Linked DNA regions of Sus scrofa: region 2 is linked to region 1. A link is a contact called in public Hi-C data. All regions are on one chromosome and are shown on one strand. Each heading gives the region's core, a stretch centred on a gene start, on an enhancer-like site or on the middle of the called end of the contact. The rest is flanking DNA. Distances are from core to core; before and after follow the strand shown.

The links. A called contact is a pair of places that touch in the nucleus more often than the background predicts.
Region 2: a Hi-C map of omental adipose tissue shows a contact between it and region 1, with 3 times the contacts expected there. The contact joins the enhancer-like site here to the promoter of NR2F2 in region 1. A contact is called at or near these places in 3 of 5 promoter capture datasets (fetal liver, fetal skeletal muscle and liver), 12 of 47 Hi-C or Micro-C datasets (embryonic fibroblasts, fetal skeletal muscle, liver and 7 more) and 1 of 2 datasets of contacts at active chromatin or transcription factors (skeletal muscle).

Annotation. Positions count from the first base shown.
Region 1 is chr7:83,085,241-83,092,930 of Sscrofa11.1, reverse strand. It overlaps NR2F2 (nuclear receptor subfamily 2 group F member 2), which reads left to right and starts at 2,681. Exons shown (of 3, transcript NM_001190253.1): 1 at 2,681-2,986. The coding sequence starts at 2,944. LOC102160410 (atherin-like) reads right to left here. Exons shown (of 4, transcript XM_021099351.1): 1 at 3,592-7,690. The coding sequence ends at 7,597.
Region 2 is chr7:84,091,213-84,098,902 of Sscrofa11.1, reverse strand. No RefSeq gene overlaps it. Among named protein-coding and RNA genes, the nearest start is that of MCTP2, 870 kb to the left of the region's middle. Within about 2 kb of position 3,657, at least 5 of the 83 cell types and tissues checked have an H3K27ac peak or open chromatin away from gene starts, as enhancers often do. A contact at or near this core is called in omental adipose tissue, where this site is marked.

The DNA.
Region 1 (7,690 bases), core at 1,432-3,931:
CATCAAGCAACGGGCCCCACACGGTATAAGGCACAGCATGGTCTTGCTCCCTCCTAAGGTGCCCCACCAATACGGGATGCTACCTCCTCCAGGTAGAAGGATGTGGGGGATACTAACCCCCTGAACTCCATCTCTCTCCGGCCGGGGGCGCGGGCCTGAAAGACTCCAATACTGATGCCCACCTGTTAGCGGGCCTGATCCCCTCTCACCTGAGGCCCAGGCTTCTCCAATTCCCCTGGGACCCAGGGAGAGAGGTGAACGACCTCTCTGGTCCTAGCAGCCCTCCCCAACGCTATGACACTCTCCTTTGTCCCACGCGTGATTTTCTAAACCGCCTTATCTACAGACTATATCTTTATACTAATGCATACTTAATTGGTCTGTCTTGACTGTCCATATAAAACAATTTAATTAGGGTGCTTTCTTGCTTTGGAGAGCAAAGAAAAAAATCTGCCCAGTGCTTATTGTATTTAGCACCAATACAGGCAGAAAATGTAGCACAAGTTTTTGGTTGAAAGAGCACCTCTGTGCCCATTGAAGGGCGTTGATCCGAAAAGACAGAAAGGACAAGTAAAATCGATTTGAAGCGACCCTCTCTGTCCCTTTCACACCATTCAGAAACTCCATTCCTTCTAAGACAAAGACCAGCGCCTTGGGAATTCTCAGGGGAAAAGAGGACTCCAGTCCCACAAGCCTAAGGCACTTTTAAAAAATCCTCGATATTGCACTTAAAACCTGCTCTTGGTTCCGTGTCCCCCGCATGCAGGTTTCACCAAAGGCACCCCCTCCGAAGCGTCAGTCAGTATGACTGACATCCCCCTTCTCTTCCTCTCCCTCGGCCTTCTGGCCTGACCAGACCAGCCTTTTAGGGTTAGTGCAGCCCTCACCTTTGACCCTCAAGATCGAAGTGGCTGCTACACTGCAGAGTGCAGAACTACAACGCAGGCCAAAGTTAAAACAAAACAAAACAGAAAAATATTTCTCTACTCCCAAAGCCAGGGAAATCAATTCTGGTTCAGCTGTCTGAGGCACCTTACCCAATAACACCTGCACCCTTAACTTTCCTTTTTTTTTTTTTTTTTTTTTTCTTCTTTTGCAATGAACTGCCCTAGCCACTCTAAAGGAGGGGACTTGGGTTGTCAGGGCTGCATTGCTGGGTTGTAGTGCCTTGTCCTCCATTAGGAACCTGAACGCCAGGTTATCCGATGGGCACCCTGGCTGGGGAAGGCGGTCATCGATCAGACCCGGCAGGAGAGGGAGGGAGAGGAGAAGAGAGGAGGGCCAGGAAGGGGAGGGGAGAGGCTGGGCTGTGCTCACCTTCACCTGCCCTGAGCCTGGCCCCCCTGTTCAGCCATCCCTCGACCTTCTGCTGGGGTTAAAAGGGGCGGGGGCGAAAGGGAGGGGGCACCCCCAGTTACACAAGTGGCCTCCTTCTATAAGAGAATGAGTTCATCACCTCCCCAGAGGAGCCTCACCATCCATCCACTCAGTGTAACTGATGAGACAAACCGCAAGGAAAAACTTCTGTAGCCCATATTTATGGTATTAATGAATAGTTAAAAAAGATTTACACTTCTTATGATCAATATTCTGAGTTATTTCCCTCAAAGTATATAATTACAGTGTCTTCAGAGTTTTCATCATTGTTTGAGGTGGCAAAACCATTTGTAATTTTCATTAGCCAGTAAACATGTAATTAACATTCAGCACTGTGTTTAACTTAATTCCTGTTTAAGACAAGGACAAGAAGCAGCCGAGGAGCGTTAGTTCCATTTGTCAAGTCTGACATACATCTTACCATAACAGTTTCCTAAAATAAAAGATCCGTGTTTCCCCATTATTCTTCTCTTAAAACAAAACAAAACAAAAAAAATCCATTAGTTAAAACTGTATTAAACTGCGAGGGGCAGAATAGTTTATTCTCAATTTTTGCTAGTTACTGTATTCCTGCTTCCATTCTTCATTTTGGGAGGTGGATGAAGAGAGAGGATAAAGTAAGCATTCATTATCTGAAGACATGGAATGGGGAACCCCTCCCCCCAAAAAGAAATAGGTTTCCTCTTCAGGAAAGTTCTAGAAGAGGGACTGGGAAAGGGGGGGCATGAATCTGTAGGGGAGAGGGAAAAATCATTTGGTGGTGAGGGGGTACCTGAGTTAAAAGTAGAAAATGAGGATTCCAATGGGTTCCTAGGAAAAATGTTGCCCTCCTGTTTCAAGTTCTATCTTTGATCCAGGGTGAGGGGAGCCTGCCTGCCAGTCTGTTAGGCTGCTGTTCCCCCCCCTCCTCTCCCACCTCTGTTTTTTTCCAACTTGCTTTAGGATTAGCCTCCATCCCTCTCGACCCCAAACAGTGGAATTTGGCTGTGCCTTGGGTCGTCTTTGCTCTGCAATATCGCCTATAGTTGTTGGCGGTTTTCTGCTGAGGCTGAGCGGTTTGCTCCAGCCTCCGACTAAACTCATTAAGTTGGGAGATTTTTTTCAATTGGACGGGTGTTTTTAAAGTCTCGTCTTTCCAGCCCCAAACAAGGTGTAACAACGCACTCTTCCTTCTAAGGAATGAGATGAGAGACAAGGATCACTCCAGACATCTCCTACCTACGGTTTGGGGTTTTTTTTCTTAAAGGCGAGGCTTGCATTCCTCAGCAGCTATGTACAAAGCTCCCTGAAACCTCGTCTCTCTAAAGTTACTGTGCTGGGCTTTCCAAGGCTGAGAGCGCCTAATACATGGGGAAGCACTTCCTTGAGGTGGAAGATCTCTCCCTTCACCTTTCCTCTTTTTCCCTGCAGGCTAGTGCCTACTTTTTATCAGTTTGCACAATCGCTTAGATAAACACCGAGGAGGAGATTCTCTTTAATTATCAAAGACACATCTTTTCAGGGGGCCAACAAAGCGTTTATTTCACCCGCCAAACTAAAGGAGAGTTATTCCAGTTTAGAAGGAAGATGCAAGCGGTTTGGGACCTTGAACAAGGCAAATATGGTTTTGGTATGTTTACTTACAGTATTTTTTTTCTCTCTCTCTCTCCTTTCTCACTTTTCTCCTTGTGCTGTGTGGGGTTGGGGATGACTTGGGGTTTTTCAAAAAATCGGATTGCTAACATGTATGAAATGCCTAGCATTGTGGTTTAAGGGGTTCGGGGAAGGGGGGGACAGTCAATTCAATGCATTGCCATATTTTATTACATGTGTGTGGTAGGAGAGTGGTGGAGGGGGGAAGAGGGGAAAAATACAATTGCAAAGCTGCCAAAATATGATTAAACCGAAGCGTAAAGACCGCCGTGCCTCCCATCTCCTCGTCCTGTCTCCTCAAACTCATTTCCTTCGATAGAGCAAACTAAAAAACAGTCCTATAAGCGTGTTTTTCCAAGCAATAGACGACTCGGTTTTCTATCAAAGGAGCTGCTAGGCTCGCACTAAGTGTCAGAATTTACTGTTCGATTTGCCTCTGCGCTGCATTTTGCAACCTTGTGCAACTGACATCCAGCCAGGCAGGGAGAGAGAAAAGCTCTGCCCGGCGCCCTCGGCCGCGGCTCGGGGGAGGCGAGCGCTCGGTTAAGCTAGGAGGAGAATCGCAACGAGAAGGGTACTCACCATCGGGCGGGGTGGTGGAGCTGGCGTGCGGATTTCAGGCAAACGTGTACCTTTTTGCTGTCTATTACAACCGCTTCGGGCTGACTTAAGCAATTCTGTGCTCTGTCCAGAACGTTCAAGGAACGGTTCCTCATTTTTAAAAAGCCAGCGAGAGAGACGACAGAGACAGAGAAAGAAAAAAAGAGAGGAGGGGGTGAGGGGGACGCACATAAACCCAGTTCAGGAAAAAAAAAAAAAAAAAATCATCACCTCTCCGCCAAGTGACTCGGGAAACGCAGAGGTGGCGAGATCCGAGTCCGGTCCAACCAAGCCAGGGCCAATTAATTTTAAATCCTGAAGAATTATTCAGATTAAAATGTACAGAAGTTTCATTCTGCTATGCCTACGTGAGCCCAAAGTCGTTTCCCTTTAAGAGCTCTTTTCTTTTAAAGTTGAATTTTAGGCAGCGAGGACTCTTACACTAGGGGGCAGACAGATACTGTACTTGCTCCAATCTTAAGCAATTTTTTCCCTCCCAGCATATGCTCTGATTTAGCACTGTAAATTTTTCAGAGGACCCAACTCTGACAGCCCCTGGTGATTTTCAAAGTACCACAAGCCAGTGGTTAAAAATTGCATTGACTTGGAAGTTCAGAGAGACACAATGGAAGCCCCTTTCCCTATTCACGGAGCTCCAGTGTGGTGGAAGAGAAAAACACACACGGACTAGATTGAGGGGAAGGAGGGATTCAATGAATCCTGGTGGACAGAACTGGTTTCTACTGAGTTCAGAGTTAAACTCACCATTTTCTGGGGTATGCATTCATATTGTGATTTAATTTGTGGAGAATTACAGCCATCAGGCCACTTTCTGCAAGAAAATCATATTCCTGGGTGGGTTTTTTTTTTCCCCCACAGTAAGGCAAATGTTTTTCCAACTTTCTCCAGCCAAATTAAAGCTTGCCATTCTTCTCATTAAAATAAATTTACATCTGCTATAAAAGACGGGGCTGGATTTTTTCTAAACTATAAGAACATATTGATATTTATCTTTTAGCCTTAGAGCTGTTTTATTCAAGAGAAATGAGCATTTCTTAAGAAGACATTTTCAAATAGTTTACCTTTCTTTTTTCTTCTTGTATACAGTAAAATTAACTACAAATGAGATGGTTATCTTTGTTTTGTTTTTTGGCTTTTTAATTGTTCCGCCATAACTGAATGAGTCCTAAAACACTGAGTAAAACACCTCTGACTTCATGGCAGCCCTGTAGTTTGTGCCTATCAGCTCCAGATCTGTAGGAGATGGTTGGGAAATCCTTCACTTTAAATCTGAGGCCATCAGAGCGTACTTCAAATACCAAAAAAATCTCTAAGTGGACCAAGGAAGCTCTTCCTCCTCCAAATTTCCCAACTCCATGTTTGTAAAAGATGATTTTGCCATGAAAGTGTCTGCACTCAAGCAGCAAGTTTAGGATTTCCCTATAGTCAATTATTCTTATCTTCTATGAAATTGAGATGAGGATACCCATTAGATTTCCTATCTCAACCCCAGCCCTACCACATCTCTCCTGAGTTTGCCCCTCATCTAACATTCGTATCATTAGGCAATTCCTCAAATTATAGAGATTGAAAAGAAAAGGGGGAAAAAAACCCTTCTCTGAAATGATTTCTTTTCCATCTTTCTCTTCCTCTTTAGGAGAAAGTTATATTGTGTCTCTAATCAACCTGAAATTTGCTGCCTGGCAAATTTGCTCTGTGGCAATCTCATTACAATACCAGGTCCATGATAGTTTAGTGTCTATCCATTATAGGTGTTTAAAAAAAAAAACTTTCAAATCATCCCAGCACATGCAGCTTTGGTGAAATAGGTGATTTCAGCGAAGAAAGGGTGAGGGCTAAAAAGGTTTCAAGAATGACGCATAAGGAGGATCTTTCCTTCCCTAAAAACTAGCTCCTATCTGCCTACACTTCTCTTAGCTCCTACCTTATATTCTGCCTATGTGTGTAAAAGGTATTGAATGCAAAGTACAATCTACACATGTCAATTATATGTATGATTTATTTTTAATCCTTCAACTCGTCGATTTTTAAAACTATCAAGGATGCTTTCCTGTGGTAATTAATTTACCCTTTACATGTGTTCATGTTTCCTGAAGTTCAGTGTGTGTTTTGTGTAAAATATATTAATTGTTCATAAACCTGTTGGCTTACCAGTCTATAGTTTTTTTCTTGATGCAAAGAGTGTATGATGGAGTCACAATTTTTGTACTAGAAATGTTGAAAAATCGTAATCCACTAACTGGTCACAGTAGCACAGAAAGGTTACTGCATTGGAATATAGTGTGTTCTGGGGGATGGGGAGAATTCTATAAGTTTGATGTTTAAAACCAAGTGCTCTGGAAGTCAGAGGCACAACCAGCTTGATGATTTTAGCACACTGAACAGAATGGCACAGTCAATGAAGTTGTTCTCATTGCAGTAAATCCCTTGAGGTAGAATATGGCTTGTGCACGGTTCCTGGTTCCTGTGAGCTAAACTTGGTGTTATTCCCAATTTGGGGCAGAATCTCTGGGTGTGTTTTAATGACTGTATGAATGCCTAAAAGGAACTTGAGGAGCAATGAAGTCGTACTCAACTGTTCTATGACCTAGAAGCATAATCGTTGAAGTCTTTGTCTGTGTACATTGACAAATGTGCATCTGATACATGTGCGCTTACATGTGTGTACAGAGGGTATGTACTGGAGATGCTGGGAGGCTGCCTCTGCAGCGGGCTAAAAGGTCTTTACTACTGGTGGTGAGAGAATGCTGGCTTGCAAGTTAGCTAAAGCTAACGAGAGAGGATAAAGTTAAGGCAAACTGATTTTAATTGTGTCACGACAATGAGATGAAGTCTATTTGTGCTTCTCAGCATCCGAGATCCTTTATTTGAGCAATTAAATTGTCAGGCCACTTACCTGTGAAATGTTAACCCTACAAGGAAAAGAGCCACCGAACGGCTCTTTTTCTCTAAAAAAGAAAAATAAATAGCCACCAAACCAAGCAAGTGATCACAGTTGATTAAGGGAAGGATCTACCATCACCCGGATTTGACCAAATCTTTCGTTTGGAAAATGCCTTGTAAGCTGGGTTCGAGGCACCTTCCCATCCCCGCCCACTAACCCTCTGCAAAGAAACCGGGGAACTTTTCTCTTTCTCTGGCACTGTGGGCACAAAGATGCGCCGGGAGTCCCGGGTGGTGCGCGAGCGGTCGATTTCGTGGCATTGCCAAGTTGAGAGACGCGAAGTCCTCAATTCCATCCAAAGCCTCTTGCGGAGCCTTTAAGAGGCGTTTTGTGTGCGCGCCCCGCGCTCCTCTCCCCGCTGGGGCGGAAACCTCGGGTGCCGGGTGCGGAGAGAGCGGTGGCCGTGCGCCCGGGGCCCAGCGTGGGCCCATCCCCCGCTTGGCGGCGGCGGCGGCACGGCTGCCCCTTCGTCGCCCCCCCTTCGCCCCCCTCGCGCTCCGCGCCACGGCCGCGACACCGCTCGCGCTAGGACCAGGCTGAGCCCGCGGCCGCCATGGCGGGGCCGCCGCGCTCCGGCCAATGACGGCGAGGGGGCGGCGCGCGCGCGCCTGGCCAGGCCAACCCCGGCTGCTGCCTTATAAGGCGCGCCGTCGCCATGGCAACGTGCGCTAAGTTGCAGCAGTCGTGTCAAAGTTCACTATATAGAGAGCTCAGTGAGCTGATCGCGGAGAAGCCACTTCTGCCAGCCCCGGCGCCTATAAATCGCATTCCCTCCCGCGCCCCCCTTTTTAGCATATTTGATCACTTTGATTCTCTGTTCTTTTCTCTCCGCGGTGTGTGTGTGCGTGCGCGCGTGTGTGTTTTCTTCTCCTCCTCCTCCTCTCCCCGAGTTGCCTTCTTTCTCCCGGTGCCGTGCTGCCTTTTTTTCCCCTCTTTCATTCTTTCTCTCCGTCTTTTTCTCCCCCCTCTGCGCACGAAGGATGTGCTTCTAGGTGGTGATCTGCCCTCCTCTCTCTCTTTTATCATTTCTCCCCCGCCGCCGGCGAGTTGACTCTTTCCCTATGTGTGTGAGGCGGCGGCGGCAGCAGCAGCAGCAGCGGCTCCGGCGGCGGCAGC
Region 2 (7,690 bases), core at 2,408-4,907, 1.0 Mb before region 1:
TGGTATGCATTTACTTTAGGTGACTCTACCTCATAAAATGCATAGATCACATTGCATATGCTTTTCCAAGTTTCTTTTAAATTAGGATATGTGCATTCCATGCCCACCTAGATAGCACAGAAGAAAGCCTAGACTTCAGGAGAAAGCAACTAAAATTGGGATAGAAACTTGCCATTTGGACATAATTTGGTCCATCACCACCATAGATTTTACAGTCTCAGCTCCCCTTCCACAGACCCATCGACAAGAGGGTATTACAATTTTTTGCTGACATTGGTGACCTGGCATCGCTGATTTATTCTCTGCTTCGGTTTACAGAGGAATAAACCAGTAATTAATTATATATCAGAACATGAGAATCGACCTTGCAATAATGTACAGGCTAAGAACGCTCTATTTACATATGTAGGTTATTTAAAATATGTCTTGTTAAATAAATATTTAAAATACCTCTTTATTTAGCTTATAAACTGTTTGGACTGAGGCTGCAGTGTGACTCGCAGAATGTTCGAAAGAGTGAGAGAGTTACCATAGATTTTCATCTCTTCCTGACCTGCAATTTTTCCCCTCTCTCTCTGGCAGGCCTCTTTAAGGCAAATAACAACATGAACTTTCTTGCCATCAAAATATGTAATATTGGTAGAAAGATGATCTTTGGAAAACTGTAAAACTCACCTTTATCTTGAGGGCAGGTACTAAGAACAAGGGATGTAGGCATAAATTAACCACAGTCGTCAAGACCACCTCTTAGAGAGCAGTGAAGTAGACAGGAAGTATGGGAAATGAATGATTTCACAGCAAAATGTTCTCCCTGCTCTGAGGTTGTTTGTCCAGTCCAGAGTTATTTTTAAAGGAGAAGAAAATGAAATACAGAACTTAGAGTTATCCACGTCGCTTGAGTCAGCACAAACTCATGATTTCAAAACAACCGTAATGAGAACACGCATGGTAAGGACGACGGTGTTGGGGGAGACAAACGCTGTACTTTGCAAGAGAAATAAGCTCAGCGTCAGTCCAAGACCAAGCTAGGCATTCAGTTTATTTTAGGTGCTCGAAAGTTAGTTTTTTCCTGGAGCGAATGTCTCTATACCTGAAACCGCCCAGTTTTCGCCAAAGCATGTTTGTTCCCTGCAATCTGGAATCACAAACTTAATCAGTTGTTGATCCACCAGGGGGAGCAGTTCACCAGCACAAAACAAACCTTCCCCAAAGGAAGTCGGGGAAGGCGCCTCTTCCTCTCAGTTTACACAGCGGACAAGGACCCTGATTTTTATCGGTTCTACTAGATGTGGCGCTCCTCTGCCTAATACTCATTTCATGTGCCTAACCCTATGCTGGTGGGATACATATTGTTCCTTTGTGGACACGTATACCCACAGCAGATTTTAAAGTAGGACTGAGAAATCAGACCTTGTGCTTTGTAGAAATTCCTTGTTTTATTATAGGAAATACAGTCCCTGCTTCTCCAGCAGCTTATATGGACAAAACCAATAGATTTGTCAAACTATTTATTCAATCCTTATTCTCCGATCTTCAGTCTGGTGTGTGTGTGTGTGTGTGTGTGTGTGTGTGTGTGTGTGTGTGTGATTCTCGCAGCTCTTGAAGCCAGGCAACTACCACAGCTTGCTGACAGCACAGCTTCTTTCCTCAGCCCTTTCCCTTTCCTTTGGCCAGGGCCCTGGGGCTGGGCAGGAAGACAGCTGTCAGAGAAAGGTCCGTGTTGATGATAAACTCTTTGTGTGCAAGTTCAGGCTTTGTACCAGCCTGTCCAAACAAAACAGCTGTGGACTTCAATGGACCTGTGTGTGGGTAGAGAACCCCAAGTTTGTTAATGTAGAAAGACAACCAGAAGTGTATACCAGCTCCTAACGTGCTTTTCAAATGGTTTTGAAATCCACAGAAGGAATTCCCCTAGGAAAGCCTAGTTTTAATTTTAATAAGGTCAGTTCCTTATCCTAAACCTCTTTCCTGGTCCTTCAGCATCCTAAATCTTTTTATGGCTCCTTAAATTCCTTGTCCATTTAATATTTTTCCCTGGTAGTTTAAGGGGTAGGCTCTGGGTCTACAGCTTCACCATCACCAGGGAACTTGCTAGAAATGCAGAACCTCAGACCCTATCTTAGACCTGCTGAATCAGAATCTGCCTCTTAACACAACCCCAGGTGATTGGAGAACATGTTGAAGGCTGACACTCTGCTCACAGACAGCCTGGTCTCTGGATGGGCCTCCTTCTGTTAGGACATAGATAAGATACACAGATCTACGCATTCTTCTAAACAGAATGTGTAGATGTCAAGGTCATTACATGATCTTATGATACATGCAACCAACTCTTGAAGCAGCAGTCTTGAGAGTTCAGTCTTTCAAGTTAAAAAAAAGAAAAAAATCTTAGCTTCCAACCTCAGGTCGGGCACTTGCCAGCTCTTCCTATCCTCATTTGTACCTCATAAGTATTAACTCTATTGTGGAGATTAAATGAACACCTGACACTCAAAAGATCCCATTGTTATTCATCTTTCCCTTCAGAATTGAGTTTTCAATCTATGAATATTATTCAGTGATTTGATTAACTTTTTTCCATCCAACTTTTCTATTCTTTTATTTTTCTGCTATTTTTAAAAATGTGTTTTATTACTTCTGAAGAAAACATGGGGAAGGAATAGTGAATCTCAAGTCTGCCTATGTATTTACTAATTAGTTGCTTTGTTGAATGATTTTTGAAGAGGAAAAAGTTGAAAAAGCTGAAATAATCATTTAGGATTTTTGATGAAATTCCAAGACCTATCTTTAACATTGTTATATCTAGGATAATTGAAGGAGGGAGAAATTCATTCTTGAAAACAAAATAGAAAATATCCCCTTTAAATACCTAAAGATGAGGGAGAAACAAGCTGAATTCCAAGAAGCACATCTGTTAATCCTATCATGGGAACACTGTCACAGCTGGATGGAGTGAGTGACAGGTATTTGTGCTGTAGTACTGTGACATATATTTTTCCATATCTTTGAAGATCAGGATTTGAGGAGCCGTACTCTATAATGCTCATTTTCTTTCTGGCCCTTCCTTTATCATATTCTTTGGCAAAAGTGTAAAGTGATATTCTGAATTTGGGCCCAAAGTCACTGGAAGGTAAAAGTCACCTGGTTATCCACTCGCTACATCACCAAATTAGATGTACTCTCTTCTTAAGAGAATCAGTTATGCAGGACATGGGCTTTCTTTTCTGACAAGAGTAGAGGTTTCACATGGTAGGTGAGAGGGAAAGCTGGTCTCAAGCTGATGTCCAAATTTCCCTCAGGCCTGACCAGGACCTCCTCATCTTTCCTGCAACGAGGATCCTCTGAGGCACTGGGGGTGGGCTGCGGGTGGGGAGGGGGTGTGGAGAAGAGGGGCAGGGCGATGCTGAATTTGAACACTTTGGAAGGGGGAGCTTGACTTGCAGCAGGGAAGCTCCTCTCCGGAGAACTTTTGATAGTTTTCCCCAAGATCTTCTTTCCTGCCCTTCCAGATGGTCTTCCTCATACTGTTTCCTCTCCAGGGTCTCCCATTCAGTTTTCAAAGGAAACAGCTACATTCCAAGGAATGAACTGAAGAGAAGCACATCCTTGTTATTCCAGACCAACTTCAAAGTGTCCTATAGATTTAATCAAATGTAAATGCTTGGTTATTTACTCTCCACCCCTAAACTAACTCCTTGTTTTATTCTAAAGGCCAGATAAATTCATCCATATTTTGGGTATACTCCAGGACATCACATCTAATCAATGTGAATTTCCAAATATTCAAGGGAATTTCAAACAGATGAAATGGGATGATCTTCCCCACCACACATATCCTAATTTCTATTATAAATTTCTGTGAGATGTAGCAGTGGCAATGCCCAATTCTTTTAAGAATATCCAATTTAGTAGAACTACATCTTGTCTAGAAATGAAGGAAGAGGCTGGAAAATGGTCCTCATCTTATTTCAAACTTGTGGCCAACACCCAAGGGGGTGAGATCCTCAGGCTTGGTAAGAGAATGGGAGATACCAGGTCTAGCCTGACCTGGTTTGCCTAAACCCACAGTCCAAAAGATGAGCTCTTCTGTTGCAAAGCACTAGCAATGATTTAGGTGTAAGAACTCTGTGAAATGGAAGTTTTTTTTTTGCTCTCAAGAACACAGATCTTTCAGTTCCTCCTGGGCTTCTTAATTTTTACAACCGTCATCAAGGAAGAAAAAGTTCTTTTCTCTCTTGTCAAGCACTAATACACAAGCTGAATAATTAGTCTGAGTTATCGCTGCTCTTGTTTTAAGCCATGTAGCCACATTCACAAATATCAAAGTACTTTGCAAGATGAAAACAACCTCAGACATGTAGGAGTGAAGTACTGCCAACATCTAGGAGAGAAAATAAAATGTCTTTCATTCTTTCATTCCATCTCTGGACCAAATTTTTTGGAGAGAAACTTTTACTGGAATGGGGCGAAAATATGGGAAGTCTGAATATAGCCCATAACTGGCTTTAATTAATGTCCTTTTTGGCCTTCCGAAAAAAAAAATTAAAAAGAGTATCCAAACAGTGAGAGGGCTTGGGACTGAACTCTTCTCTTATCCCTGTAAGTGTTTACAATCTGCAAAGGGAAGGATGAATCAAAAAAAAGAATGATTCTCATGATCAAGCTCAATGTAGAGAAGTAACTTTCTGTGTTTCACTTCTGTTGCATTTTATACCAGATTTATCTGGAAAACATCTGTAATAAAAAGATAAGAGAGGCATTCCCATCTTGGCTCAGCGGAAATGGATCTGACTGGCAACCATGAATACGCAGGTTTAATTCTTGGCCTTGCTCAGTGGGTTAAGGACCTGGCGTTGATATCAGTTGTGGTGTATGTTGCAGATGCATCTTGGATCTGATATTGATGTGGCTGTGGCATAGGCCAGTGGCTACAGCTCCGATTTGACCCCTAGCTTGGGAACCTCCACATGCTGTAGGTATGGCCTTAAAAAAAAAAAAGACAAAAAAAAAAAAGAAAAGACAAGAGAAAGCATTGAGCAAAATGAAAGATCCTCCAGAAGAAATGAAACTTGCACTCTTAGGGATTTATTATCAGAGCGAATTTCTGATACCAGATAAGATTTTTCTATATCAATCTCCCCCTGAAATCTTCCTATAATAATAGACCCACAGGAAGTGTCCCTTGCTGAATCATTATAAACTAGTTGCTTCTAAAATAACCTTAAAATGAGATATCCTAGATACCAGTTAGGCAACTATCAAATTTTAATAAATACTTTAAGGGAAATTACCTAGATCTTCTAAATATCTCACTGTTCAGTTTTTGGTTTTTAATTTTTACATATAAAAATATCATTGAAATGTGCTTTCTCAGGGTTTGTCAATCTTGGCACAATTGATACTTTGGGCCAGATAATTAATTCTTGGTTGTGTGCGAGCGATCTGCCCTGTGCATTGTAAGATGTTTATCAGCATCTCTAAACTCTACCCACTATATACCTGCCTATCAGGAGCATTCTCCCCACCCCCCACCTCGCCCTCCGCTTTGTGACAATCAAAAATATCTGCAGATGTTGCCAAATCAGCCTGGAGCTAAAATCGACCCTGGGTTGAGAACCACTGCATTGAAGCTTTGCTTAACTGATGCCAAAATATTCTGTGGCAAAACGTCAGTCTGTGGAAAATTGTATAACAACTGTGTTTTAATTATTTAATTATTTGGCATGTCTGAGACTAAGTTTTGATCTATCTTAAAAAGGAAATACTTTGTTTTTGATAGTGATCGGTTAGCTCCTTGAAAGCACATCTGATGCAATTTGCTGTCTGATTTCGGACAGCTTGTACAGCTCTGTAACTCGGAGTTGTCTCATTTGTGAAATGATGATACCACTAGTTTTTCTTCCTGAGGAAAAACAATTAATCAAAATAGGAGGCTAAATGTTCTGATTATATGAAGGAGCTGGAGGAAGTAAAATTATACAAAATATCATTCAACATGTATATGAGAGGTTACATAAATATTAGCTAGTGATTATTGACTACTGATCATCACTCTTCTGAAAGGGTTAGAGATTCTGCCCCCATCAAGAATGAACTTGCAAATTGGGACCATAACAGTGTAAAACCCAGCTCAAGAAACACCTTTCATTCAGTGTATACGTACTTTAAAACTTGGTTCCAACAGAAAAATAACCTTAGTAAATAGCTGTTTATACAATTTAATTGGAAAGGAGTTTGGAAAATGAGTTTTCAATAAAAGAACATAGAATTAAAGTGCTTGCAGAGAATTCGTTTTCCTGGGCTCACATGTTTCTGAAAAACAGAAAAATCAGGTAATAAATATAAAAATGGGGTAATACAGAGGCTGGCTTAACGAAAATAACAGGAGCTGATTTGAAGCAGGTCTAAGAACTACTACGTATCCAATTCATTCAACTGGAGGCTAATGCCTGGGCATTAGCTGTGCCCAGAACAGGGTGTGCTGTGATGTTTAATATGTGATACAGCAAGTAGGGCAGGAGTTGGGAACAGGACACCGACCTTAACATCTTCGTGTTTACTGAGCTGTATCACATGTCGCCCACCTCCCTCAAATGGTGTGCGTTGTGTGTCACGGGATACTGTGATGTGTAAAAGAAGGTAACAGAGGCAGATTCAATCACTCCTACCAACAAAGGCTTCTTTCTTGAGCCCTTTGAAAGGGTCTTTGGACACAGTTTCCTTGTGTAACAATCACTAAATCCTATTCTGTTGGAATCTTTATACGTCCTTGCACCTGGCTACCCTTTGAGTAACTTCTTTCCTTTCACTTGTGGTAGGTGACCTATTTTATAGGACGTTCACCAAATGTTGCCCCAGTTACTTCCAAAATTAAGTCCAACAAGAGCAAGGCCATCTTTGGGGAATCAAAGTGTTCATGCCACACAGCAGGAAGCTTTGTGAAGTGGTGTGCCCACTTATGAAAGGAGGGTACCTGTTTTTTTTTTTTTTTCCCTTCACCTTCTCTAGAATGAACCTCTGCTTAAATAAAAGAAATATGTGTGAAATGAAAAGAAAACGGTCTCAACTGGCAAATCTTGATTTCTGGGTAGTTTGACAACATTTTCTGGGCCACTAGCCTAGAATCTAGTGAAGACATCGCATAAAAATGTATCCAGACTTCCTTTCAAAAGAACTGGAACCTACACGTGGTCAGCCATGCTGTGTCCACTGGCCTGTGCGAGGCACGAGGTCATCTGCTACTTCTAATTTCTCCATAAAATCTGACCAGTTTTTACCTATTAAAACAAATTAGTATAATTTCTGAGGTGTATAGTTGGGAGAATTTATTTGTCAAATCAGTATTTTTTTCTTGCGGGTCATTGTTAGAATTGCTTGGTTTCTAAATCAAAGCTTGAAAGCAAAATATCAAATATTTTGCCATTAACTTGAAAAATAATTTTTTAAAAAATTAATAAGACTTTCGGTTCATTTTTATAATAATGGCAAATAAACTACCATCACTATCTTACTCTGACCCTAGGATACTGCTGGTTTAAGGAACTAACCATCCTTTCCTTGGCTGCTATCTTGCTTGTGAGTGTTTTTGTTTGTTTGTTTGTTTGTTTGTTTGTTTTTTTTTGTGTGTGTGTTTGCATCAGGAGGGAAGGCCAGGTGAGAAGTCTATCAAAGACAAATCTATCATTTCTCT